Regions from separate parts of the Mus musculus genome. Here region 2 is linked to region 1. A link is a contact called in public Hi-C data. All regions are on one chromosome and are shown on one strand. The core of a region is the stretch at or near the end of the contact, and the rest is flanking DNA. Distances in the headings are between cores, read along the strand shown.

The links. Hi-C and Micro-C count contacts between places; a contact is called where the count stands out from the background.
Region 2: a Hi-C map of Sertoli cells shows a contact between it and region 1, with 3 times the contacts expected there. The contact joins the enhancer-like site here to the promoter of Wif1 in region 1. A contact is called at or near these places in 5 of 39 promoter capture datasets (frontonasal cranial neural crest, liver, pre-B cells and 1 more), 6 of 484 Hi-C or Micro-C datasets (the HL-1 cell line, Sertoli cells, embryonic stem cells and 3 more), 3 of 115 datasets of contacts at active chromatin or transcription factors (embryonic stem cells, hepatocytes and stem cell-derived neural progenitor cells) and 3 of 9 other capture datasets (adipose tissue, liver and pancreatic islet).

Annotation. Positions count from the first base shown.
Region 1 is chr10:121,030,740-121,037,220 of GRCm38.p6, reverse strand. Wif1 (Wnt inhibitory factor 1) reads right to left here and starts at 3,217. Exons shown (of 10, transcript NM_011915.2): 1 at 2,731-3,217; 2 at 2,116-2,255. The coding sequence starts at 2,878.
Region 2 is chr10:121,077,112-121,082,982 of GRCm38.p6, reverse strand. It overlaps Wif1 (Wnt inhibitory factor 1), which reads right to left. Exons shown (of 10, transcript NM_011915.2): 4 at 717-857. Among named protein-coding and RNA genes, the nearest start is that of Wif1, 46 kb to the right of the region's middle. Within about 2 kb of position 2,197, at least 7 of the 459 cell types and tissues checked have an H3K27ac peak or open chromatin away from gene starts, as enhancers often do. A contact at or near this core is called in Sertoli cells, where this site is marked.

The sequences.
Region 1 (6,481 bases), core at 1,968-4,467:
ACTTTTCATTTTTCATGTTGCGATGTGGTTTGGCATAAGCTATGGATGCCTTTCAAAATACTTAATTGATATTGAAGTCATCATTTTTCCCCGTCTTCGAATTCCCCTGGCATGTCAAAATGTGTGCTGCCGGAGTCACATTATTTTAGGGAGCAAAATTAGTTATATTTAAATAAGATTTAAAACACACCTCTTTCAGCTTTGGGAAGTTCTATCCATGCTACACGCGGATTCCGAGTAATGGCCTGGAGTTACCTCTCCATAGAGAACAAAGTCACTTACTGAAGGGGTAACATTGTTATCTCTCCCTGGTGAACAAAGTCACTTGCTGGAGCGCTAACTGTTGTTCTGCCCAAAGAGATGAGCCATATATTTAATCAACACAACCTCAAGCAGGAAGGAACAAAATACTAGAGGTCCTTAGATGGCTCTAGCTTTCCCCAACCCCTCCAAAACACAGCCCTAAGACTGCTCACTATGCCAATCCCTTTTACAGATATGTGTGCTACAAGGCAATGCACAAGGTAGCATGGAATTGCAGCCTTTGCTTTTAATTCTTTGAAAGACTCTGTCTCTGTCTGTCTCTGTCTCTCTGTCTCTCTCTTTGTGTCTCTCTCTGTGTGTGTGTGTGTGTGTGTGTGTGTGTGTAAGGGAGCTTGGCATTTTCTACCATTCTTCAGTTACGAACCCCTTTCATCTGGCAGGGTAGGGGTTAAGCTACTTTCTAACATTATTATGAAAAAGCATCTTTAAAATATAGGCTGTTGAGCGCAATAACAAGTGGTCAACACCAGCAAACAGATTTGGGTGAAAGAAAAGGAAAACATGAAAGCCCAGTTACTCATTAGTGATTTCCCAATGTACCAAACAACACTGCACATCAAGTATCTACGAAGAGAGGATTGCAGGCAGGAACAAAAACAACAGAGGCTTCAATCAACTTCTCTGTGCAAACGGGACCATCAAATGTCTGACCTGGATCTACCAAACATCATTTAACAAAACAACAACAACAAACAAACAAAAAACAAAAAAACCACGGAGCAGAAGGAACACAGACAGTCTGGATGAGATCTATTTTTAAAAGATTCTTTTAAAAATAGAACAAACTTGAGGATAAAAAGACAGCTGAAGTGGTCATGACTGCAGTGTAATAGGCAGTTGCAGGGCACCAATGTGGTTTCCTGATTTAGCATGGTTGCTTTTTATAAAGTGTTTTCTTGATTGCATCCTTCTTGAAAATGGCTATTTAAGTAATTTTAGAATTAAAAAAAAAAACCTGAAAATGTGCAGTTAATTATAGTTACAATAGTTTTCATAGCAGACACATTTTTACCAACTAATGAGCAGAATTTATCCTGTGCACTTGTCCTCTAGACAATTTTAAAGTCACACAAACATCCTACCCTTCCCAAATCAGAGGACATTAATACAGTCCTGCAGATCTATAAAAGGTAACTTAGAAGGCCTTGCATGCTAAGTACTGAGAGGAACGCTTTGGTGACATAGACTTTTTTCTCTTTTATTTCCATAGGGAAGCATTTTGAGTGGTCGCTTCAGAAAATCAGTAGTCTTTATTTTTCATAATTTTATATTACTTTTTTTGAGTCTCTGAACTTCTACAAGAAATGTGTGGTATCTGCAGCACTCAGCATATCAGCCTTCTAAAATTCATGTCAAGAATACCTACGAACTTATTTTGTTGTGAAGTATGAATCCCATCACAAATGATTATCAGTTAGTATTGAAAGTCTTCTAAATACTTTGTTAATGTTTTAATATCAGTGATTACAGAAACACCATGATATGGATATTTGGGGTCTTTATACTCAAAACCTCAGGATACCAAATCTTATTAAAGTAATGATCGTGAGTACATTGACCCTTAGAGTTCTCCATTTACTTGGCAACTTTAAATACATTGGAACTGATCCCTTGTGTGCTCTGGCAACCAGGCAAGAACTTGTATGGAATTTTAAATGGTATACATCACACCACTATTATTACTACGGGCCACCGGAGCTACATCACACACCATTATTATTACTATGGGCCACGGGAGAATTGAAATACAAAAGAGTGCCTTTTCTCTACCGCTCTGTTATCAGAACTTACCTGCCCCGCAGCTTGCCAGGTAAAATTCATGGAGTGGATATTGACAGGAATGGCTGGCATTCTTTGTTGGGCTTTCCTGAAATCATGTGTAAAGGGGGCCATTTTCCCCTCCGAGACAATCAGAATGTCTTCTTCAAATCCTGTTGTGTAAATAATAAACAAACCTATCAAACTAGTTGCGTTTCTAAGAAACAGACGTTTCATGTAGAAAGCAAAACCCCTGGGAACCAGTGCAGGTCACTGCTTTTCATAAAGCACCTGCCTTTGATACCAACAACAGTACCAGAGTTATTTTTCCTCTCTCTGTGGTAAAAAAAAAAAAAAAAAAAAAAAAAAAAAAAAAAAAAAAAAGTGCTTACAGTGAAGTAAGCGGGTGCCACCGCTGGATTCCTGTTACAAATCTGCAGTCAGGACTAGCAACAGCAGGGCTGGGATGTTGGGTCGGCTTTGCTTTTTTGAGAAAAAAATCTCATAAGCCTCTAAATAGAGAATCCTGATTTTTAAAAAGAGGGGGCAGTCACCCTTGAAGTTGTTTTAAAACACACTCGGTGCACGTGTCTCCGCTCTAATGGAAAAACTGAGGACCACTGGGAAGGTGCAGATGCCGGACCTTACCTATGAGCACTCTAGCCTGATGGGCGTCGATCCACAGGTACAAGCTCTCCTCAGGTGGCTGCCCTGCATCCGCTCGCAGCAGGAGCAGGCAAGGTAGGATGCTCCAGAGCCGGAGCGCGAAAGCAGGGAAGGCTCTTCTCCGAGCCATGGTGCTCAGGACCTTCTCGCTGGTGGTGCAACTCCTGCCGCAGCGACCCAACCTGTGCTGCTTGTGAAGTTCTCGCCTTGGCTGCAGCTGGCGGGGCTGGAGCTGTTCCTACTTAAACGACTGGGCGTGCAAGTCTCCAGTCTCCGTTGCGAGTGAGCCTGGGAGTGCTGGAGAGGAGGGAGCAAGGAGGGAGTGGATGCGCGGCCGCGTAGAAAGAGGTGGGGGCTGGAGGGAGAGGGGGACGCAGAGACACGATGCTGGCAAAGCTGGCAATGCCAGCACGTCCCACAGCGCCAGCAGCTAGAGGAGCACACTCGAGAGGGAGGAACCGCGGGAACTGCTGGCAAAAGGCGAGCACTGAGAGCGGCCGGTGGTGTGCAGGCGGTCGCCACTAGGGAGCGCTGCGGAGCCGCGGGGGCGGGGCCGCGGTACCCGGTAGACCCCGCTCGCCTGCGCCAGGTGAATGAAAACGGGGACACAACCAAGAAACACACCCAAAGGGACTTCTGGGTCATCACTCAGGCCTCCTGCCGCCCGAAGAGACACGTGTGGATGGCCGGGGTGCTATAAACAAACAAACAAAAAAATCTGGGCTCGATTCGTGGTCAAAGATAAATTCCGTTTAACAGTGGAGCTAACGGAAAGCACATAGCCAGCCCACCCTTTCTCTTCGAACTACATTTCAGACTGCATCTCTGTGTGCCTGTCTGCAAACTCTGACTTCTCTAGCTGACAGTTTGCGCTCTCGCTCTCTCTCTCCTAGGAAGTTAAATACTGAGACTCCACAGGCTAGTCGGGCTACTGCAGGCGCTGGTCCTCGCAGGACGTTCATTTATTTCTGCACTGGACAGACACCCGACAGGTGGCGTGGTTTGTCTTCTTGATAACCCAGTTGCACCCGGAATAGTTCCCTAGGACCTCGATGATAGCTGTAATCCCTTTCCCCCCATCCCTGCTCTACGACGGTAGGACTCCCCTTAAAATTGGATTTGGGGGAAAACATTAGGAGGCTCACGCCCAGTCTCTGAAATCTTAGGCGCTTGAGGGTAAGACTGAGGGTCTGGTGGGAGAGCACTTAGCTAGCGGCGGCTTGCAGCATTACCTCTGCACGGAAGGCTTTTTTGCCTGCCTCCTTGAACGTACAGAGAAAGCAGAAACAAATGGTTTTTCAAAAACACAGAAAGTTTTCAGACCCCGGAAAAGCTTTGTTTACTTTTTTTTTTTTTTTTTTTTTTGCACCCAGTGGCTTTCTAGCAAATGCCCCCCAAGGATCTAGACTCTGGCGCTGGGCTGTGTTCCCTTCTGTCCTTTGTAGAGCGGTGGGTCTCTCAGCAGGGGATGGCAAAAACAGAAACTACAGAATAGAAGCCGGACTTGGACGCGTACATGTTCAACAAATGTTAGGTCACAAGCATATTTTTTTAAAAGAAGGAGGAATGGGAAGGGAGGAGGAGGAGGAGAGAAGGAGGAGGAGGAGGAGGAGGAGGAGGAGGAGGAGGAGGAAGAGGAGAAGAAGAGGAAGAAGAAGAAGAAGAAGAAGAAGAAGAAGAAGAAGAAGAAGAAGAAGAAGAAGAAGAAGAAGAAGAAACATGTGTTAAAACTGTGAAATCTGTGTAGGTATCTAACAGATTGGTAGGAAGGTATTGTGTTTGGGAGTTAGACACGAAGACTGTCCATTGTGACTGTGAACTCCATGAAGCTTCATTTTAAAAATTCTTCTCAGGCAGCTACTGTTACTACTCTCATTTTACTGATGGGGAACCAAAGCTTTAAAAGTCTAGTAAATTGACCGCAGATATTCAGCTGGTGAGTGACAAGAGTAGGAATTCAAATCACGATCGCTCTAACTTCAAAGCCCCTTCTTGCAAATCACAATTAAGACGGTTTGCCTCAAAAAAGCTTAACATCTACTCTTTCTTTAAAACAAAACATTTAAACTGGTTGTGGTAGCACAGGCTGTAATCTGGGGGCTAAAGAAGTAGAGGCAGAGGCATCAGGAGCTCATTGTTAATACTAATCGACATATGGAGTTTGAAGCCAGCCTGGGCTACCTGGGACTCTGTCTCAAAAAAACAAAAACAAAAACAACAAAAAACAAACAAAAAAGGATCTTTTCCCAACATTCTATTTTATTAATTAATTGTTGCAGTGAATATTAATTTATATAATGTTTTACTATATTAGGCAAACTTATAACCCTTTAATATTGTAAAAACAGTGTCATTCAGTTACAGGTAATAATTTCGCAACACAATAGACTCTTTTTGACTTGGAATGTGGTTTTCGTTGAAGGTTTTTCTTCCGTAGTATTGCTCAGACCTCCATGGCTCTTGGTGTAAGGACGCCCTCTACAGGTTGTTCTTGTCAAACGCCAGCTGAGAACTGAAAGGGGAACAAATTCTATCATAATACAGCTTCCTCCAAGTGAGGATTTTCCGTAGCAGTCGTCTTTGATGTTGAGACAGCAATTTATCCTGCTATCAAGAAATTTCCCCAATTCTGGACAATTGTTTTGTTAGGTGTGGTGGCAAATGCCTGTTATCCCCGCACTCAGAGGCTAAGGCAGGAGGGTTTCAGTGAAAATGAGGCCAGCCGAGGCTACTAGTGAATTCAAGTCCAGCTTAGACTACAGAGAAAGTAGCCTGTGTTATATCATCATTATCATCACCATCATCAGTGGCCACAGCAACAGCACCACCAATACTACCAACTACATTTTTCTGTTCACTTTTCTCCAACAGGAAACATACTGTATTTTTAGAGATACATAAAACGTTATTTAAAAATTATTGGTACTAGAGAGATAGCTAAGCCGGTGAGAGTCTTTACCCTTACTGATCAGGCGCGAGGACCAGAGTTCATATCCCTGGCAAACAAATAAAAAGCTGTCCGAGGTATTGTGCTCCTGTAACCCTAGTGCTGAGGCGCTGCAACAGGAGGATGCCTGGGACTTACTGGTGGCTAGCCTAGCTCTGGGTTAGTGAGAACTCCTGCCTCAGGGAGTAATTGAAAAGCGATTCAGCAAGACAGCTGATGTCCCCTCTGTCCTGTGTGCACCACATGCACATGTGTGCACACAAACACACACACGTGCACATGCTCACAACACACACCCATATACACACACATGCACACTCACACACAACATATACGCATGCACACACACTCACACATATACATGCTCACAACACACACTTATACACACTCACACACAACACACACAAACACTCACACACTCAAACACATATATACATACCTCACACACTCATAACACAAAATCTCACACAAACATGCTTACAATACACACTCCCCCACACCCAACATACCCATACACATTCACTCACATACACACTCACACACACACATTCACATACACTCACATACATTCACATATACAGTCACTCATACACACTCACATATGCAGTCACACACACACACACTCACTCACACCTAAATTTAAGCCAGCTGTGGTGGCACGTGACATCTTGTAATTTCAGTCCTCTGACGCCTAAATGGCTAGTTGAGCTACAAAGCAAAATCCTGTCTTAAAGAAGTCTGTGTTTGAATAACTTGGGTTTTAAGGGGGAAGAAACATGCTTTGTG
Region 2 (5,871 bases), core at 948-3,447, 47 kb before region 1:
TGGGTAGTGTGGCTTTCAACAGGGCAGGAATGTTGGTGGCGGCTGATGCCTTCAATGGGGAACTGGAAGAAGAAACTGGGAAGTCTGTGCCTGTAGGTAAGATATACCTGGGGACTTCTAAATGCTCTGTTAGAAAAGGGGAAAGAAGAGCCCATGCTTTGATAACACACTGGAATCCCTAAGGTTCCTGTGTGGTGTCAAAACTGGAGAAAATCTTAGTACTTGTTAATGGACAATGTGTTTACTACCTGTAATGGTTTGTATATGCTTAGTATAGGGAGTGGTACTATTAGGGGGTGTGGCCTTGTTGGAGTAGGTGTGGCCTTGCTGGAGTAGGTGTGTCACTGAGTTTGGGCTTTAAGACTCTCATTTTAGCTGCCTGGAAGCCAGTCTTCTAGCAGCCTTCAGAACAAGATGTAGAACTTTCGGCTCTTCTTGTACCATGCCTGTCTAGATGCTGCCATGTTCTCGTCTTGATGATAATAGACTGAACCTCTGAACCTGAACCCAGGCCCAATTAAATGTTGTCCTTAATAAGAGTTGCCTTGGTCATGGTGTCTGTTGACAGCAGCAAAATCCTAACTAAGACACTACTGCTCCCTACAAAGTATACAAAAGTATACAAAGTATAAAAAGAAAAGGAAACAAACAAACAACAACAAAAAAAGCCTCATTCTCACTTCCAAAGCTTTCTCTTGAGCAGCATCGGTGCTCACCTTGTTGACATGTTTTAAAGAAGATGGCATTCTGAGGGGTCCTAAGGATGGTGTTGCCTTCAGAATTCATGACAATCACATTCACTTCAAATGCTGCTACCCCGTCTTGTTTGCCGAGACACGGGAAACCAACTTGAACAACTAAAAGGAAAAGAGAGCCCGTGAAGTCAGTTTAGCCAATCAACTCTGGTTTTGCAGAAATCACAAGAAGAGAGAGCAAGAGGAAGCAAAAGGTTTACAATTCTGTGATTTTCATGTCTCACCACTGGAGTTGAGAGTTGAGAGGTGTTTTGATTACTCGGGCATTCTTTGTAAAACTTACAAAGCATGGGGGTGCACCAGTTTTCATACCTTAAAAAGGTTTTGTTTATTTTGTTTATTTAAAGGAAGTTTTTAAAAATCCTAGCCCGTGAGAGGTAGAGGCAGGCAGATCTCTGTGAGTTCAAGGCCAGCCAGGTCTCCACAGAAAAATCCTTTCTCAAAAAATTTAAAAAAAAAAATTTTTTTCTGGTCTGGAAATTAAAGACACAAAAAGGAAGCATACATTTATTCATTAAAATGAGACATTTACAGGAATAATTACCATCCCCAAAGAGCCAGAAACAGGCATAACATATAATGTAACATAATTTCCATTAAATGAGCCCTTGGAACAATAGCTCCTTGTTTATATTTTTATTCTTCTGGTTTGAAAGTATCAACACGAATTCTCTGAAGATAGTCTGCATTTCAGCCTGGACTCCAGTAGTGACTGAGTCAACCAGGTTTCCTCTTTCTCAAGATACACATTCATGTAATGCAGTGTTTGGTGTGCTAAGCTAATGAGCGGATAGGCCACGTCTCCTGAGTTAGCTTCTCGACGTGCAGTCCCTTGCATGTCTGTTGGGTACTTGTCCTGTCCAGATGTCGACAACAAAGCCAGAAGGCAGGGTGTAGCAACTTACAATGTTTCTGCACAACAAAGATGAAGAGGCTAAAAGATTTCATCATAGTCACATTCACAAGGTGATATGGGCTAATCAGATGTTGACTACTGTACATGAGACTGATTATAGAACTTTCCAGAATATAGTGGCTTATCACACCACCCACTGAGGAAGACCCGTCTAGCTGACAACTAAACTCCAGTTCTGCCTTAAATAGATAAATAATAAACAAGCAAGCAAGCAAATGCAAATACTGTCATAAGTGTACGTAGAGCTCTGCATGGTGGGCACAGCTACCGAGCCTGAACTCGTCTTATTAAACCAGAGCAGACCTGTCCCCTTTGGCCGATGGCTATTCCTTCCTCCTAGAGTTAGAAGAAGAGAGCTGGGAATTGCTCCCACCAGCACACAACCTGGTCATACAATCTTCCTTGTGTGATTGCAAAACAAAAGTTCCTTTGCAGGCCCTGGCATTGCCAAGAGTTAGAAACAGAGCCATGTCCTTCAGTGAGGATACGCCTGCGTATAGAGGTCTGCTTTTTACCAAAGGCTGAATAAAACAAAGCCAGACGATGTACAATCCAGTGCAGGCTGCACTGTGTAATCTAGAGCGGGCTGAAAGAGACCAGTTTAGAAAAACTATGAGTCACTTGAGTGGTGTTCAAGTATGCCTTGATACACAGTTGACTGCACATAAACGGACTTATAGAGAAGTAAATGAAGACTTATTCTGGCTGAACACTCCTTCCACGAGCGCGTGGGCATACTCCTTGCCCCAGAGCATCCTGTCGTTTGATCTACTTCCCTTAAGGGAAGGAAGAAGCTGAGGGGCAGCAGGGATTCAATCTCAGCATCACAGAATTATAACCTGTTCCCTGGTTAGACGAGGGCTTGGGAGAGAGCTCAGTCAGTAAAGTGGTTGCCTTGTGAGTATGAAGACCTGCGTCTGATCCTCAGAACCCAGTGCAAATGCTGGGTCTGCTCAAGTGCTTCCTGTAGTCTACTACAGAGAGCAGAGGGCTAGAGAGCTCAGCGTGAGTGGAATCCACTCACATCTCGGAGACCTCCTGGGAAGAGGGGGCAGAGAGACTGTAAGAGCCAGAATGGTGGTTGTCTACATGGAAGCTGCTTTCCTGACACCGCAGGGCAGCCCTACACACAAACTCAGATTGTGACAGTGAGCGCAAAGACCTATGCAAGCTCAAGTCAGACAAAGATTCCAGCACAGGGACGGGGGTATGAAGCTGGGCTCACAAGTTAGCCTTGATGGACATGTATGTGTATGTGTACATGTATGTACATGTATGTATATGTATATGTATACGTAGAGTGGGCGAGAACAAGAAATTGGGTAGGTGGATAGGCAGGGGTGCCCTGGGGAGAAACTGCGGGACTGGGTGTAAATATGAAAACAAGTGCCATGAAATTCTCAAAGAACTAACAAAAACTATTATGTTTTTAAATGCTGGGTATGGTGGCCCGTGCTTGTAACCCCGGCATGGGGGAAGCAGGGATAGGAGGATCTCTGGATGCTTATTGGCTGGGTAACAGAGCCTAATTTGTGAACTCTAGGGCAATGCCTCTCTCAAATCAAGTGGACAGTGTTCCTGTGGGTGACACCCGAGGTTGTTTTCTGAATTCCACACTCATACACACACATGTGCTCTAGCACGCAGCGCCCCCTTCCCCCAGGAACACACATGCACACATGTACATGGATATAAGGCTTTTTCCAACCTAAGTACTCAATGCTTCAAGCTGCTGTAACTCTCAGTCTCTCAGCAAACACTGGCCATTTTTCCTGGCCCAGAGAAATCAGGAAGGTGTCCCTCCAACGTTAGCACACACTTAAAAACCTCTACACACTGGATCCCTAAGACATTGTGCTGTTCACGCCATGACAGAGTGTTCAAAGAGGCATGGCCTTGGCTTTATGGGGGAAAAAATATGCGTATAACTCAGTAATTTTACTGAACCACTCCACAGTTTGTGTTTCCTGTTTTCGTTCTCTTCAAGTGCCAGAAGGCAGGCACTTCATAACTGTTAAAGATCAAGAGATGTCCAGGCACAAAGGCTCCTATGGGATAAAAGACCAGCTTAGCAGATTGGGGTATAAAACAGCCCGGTGCCGTAATGAAAGCTACCTGGATGCTCAGGAGCAAAGCACGCTGATTTGGTTACTTTTTAATAATTCAAGGTCCCTTTGCTTCTCCTACTGTGGTGACCGAGCTAATGAGGCTAACGAATCGCTGCCCCGCAATGATCTGAGATCCCTATAAACTTCTCGCACCTGCGGCTTTGCAAACAAACCCTACATATGCTTCTAAATGAAAAGGGGAAAAGAAATATATATATATGTATATATATATGTATATATATATATATATATATATATACATATATATACACACACACACACACACACACACACACATACATACATACATACATGCACACACCAACGTGAAAGGTAAATGCAGGCTGAGTGGAGTATGTCCATGTGGGGTATCACTCTGTACCCCCCCAAAAAATGCCTGTTCCCTTTTAAATCTCTCTTTATTCCAAGTGGCATCTGCTTTTCTCTCTAAATTTAATTTTATTATTTGTGTGTGTGTGTGTGTGTGTGTGTGTGTGTGTGTGTGTGTGTGTAGGGGCCAGCAGTTGATATCAGCTATTTTCCTGTTTGCCCTCCTTCATACTTTTTGAGACAAGGCCTCTCACTGGAGATGGTGCTTGCCAATTGGCTAGCTTGGCTGGCCAGCGAGCCCTAAAGATCCTCTTGTTCTAGGCTCTCCAGTGCTGGGATGATAGTTGGGCACTGCCAAACTCAGCTTTTTGCCTGAGATCTGTGTGGCAAGCACTTTCCCAGTAGGGACATCTCTCTGGCTTCTAAGTGTTATTTTTCTAGATTTCATAGTATTAGAAAGTGATGTTGAATGTAAATATTTCCAGTGAAGGTATTCTTTCAATGTGTACCCAATATTTGATGTGTTGCTAGCTCCAAAAAGTAGAATTTTAGTAAGAACCCTTTTACCAGACACCCCAAGTGGTTAAAGTTAGGCAGATGTCAGATGCAAGCACGGAGTTAGAAATGATTTGAGTTTTATTGGAGGCTCAGCCGAAATAGCCACGTAATGAGCTGAGCTGATGAATTTTAATGAGTTCCCATGAGCTTACATATGAGTTTTACCAATCAGAAAAAGGAAAGGGAAAAAATGAAAAATATAAGTTGAATACTGAGAAACATGCTAAGTGTTCATTCTTAGCTTCTTAAAAAAAAAAAAAAAAAAAGAGGGCCAGGCAGTGGTAGCGCATGCCTGTAATCCCAGCACTTGGAAGGCAGAGACAGGCGGATTTCTGAGTTCGAGGCCAGCCTGGTCTACAGAGTGAGTTCCAGGACAGCCAGGGCTGCACAGAGAAACCCTGTCTCAAAAAAAGGGGGGGGGGTACTGATCAAGAAAAAATTTTATACAGAATTATCTTTGGCTAAAAAGAAGCATCATTGCATCCCTTGGCAGGAGCGCAGGTGGTGACTGGATCCCAAGAACTTACAGAGCTGGGAGCTTGCTGTTTAGATGAGGTAGTAAAGTCCCGCCGAGGGTGCCATCTTAGTGGAATGGAAGCATCTGTGTGCTTGGAGTAGGATCTCAGGCACTAGAATCTCCAGAATACAAACCCTCACTCTTTCTCCCATGAAGATGGGCAGCGAATGCCCTGGGTCTCTCTCACAGTGAATGCCCTGGGTCTCGCTCCTTCTCCTGTGCCGTTAGTTGGGCAGCGAATGCCCTGGGTCTTGCAGCAATTGCACTGGGTCTCACATCTCCCTGGGAAGCTGCTGCTAGCACACATCAGCACTGGGAAGATGACTGCAAGGAACTAAGATCCTCCTCGCCCGGGATCTAGAAAGGCTACCTTCCAGTCTCACAGTAGCATGCCACACCAGGCTACCTTCCAGTCTCACAGTAGCGTGCCACACCGCAGATCCTCTGGAAAGGGCGGCAGACCGTAGCAACCCAGTTTCTGTAAAGGGGCCTCATTTTCTAATCACTCTACAGGTTCAAGTTAGCTCCTGAAGGGATTCTCGCTTGACAGCCGACGAATTACTTAACATTCCCAAAAGAATGACGTTAGAAATAAGGGTCACCATTACTTATTTCAAAAAACTAACAAACAAAAAACAAACGCTGTAAAGCCACCGGCATGGCTGATGCCATGCGTGGAGATGTATG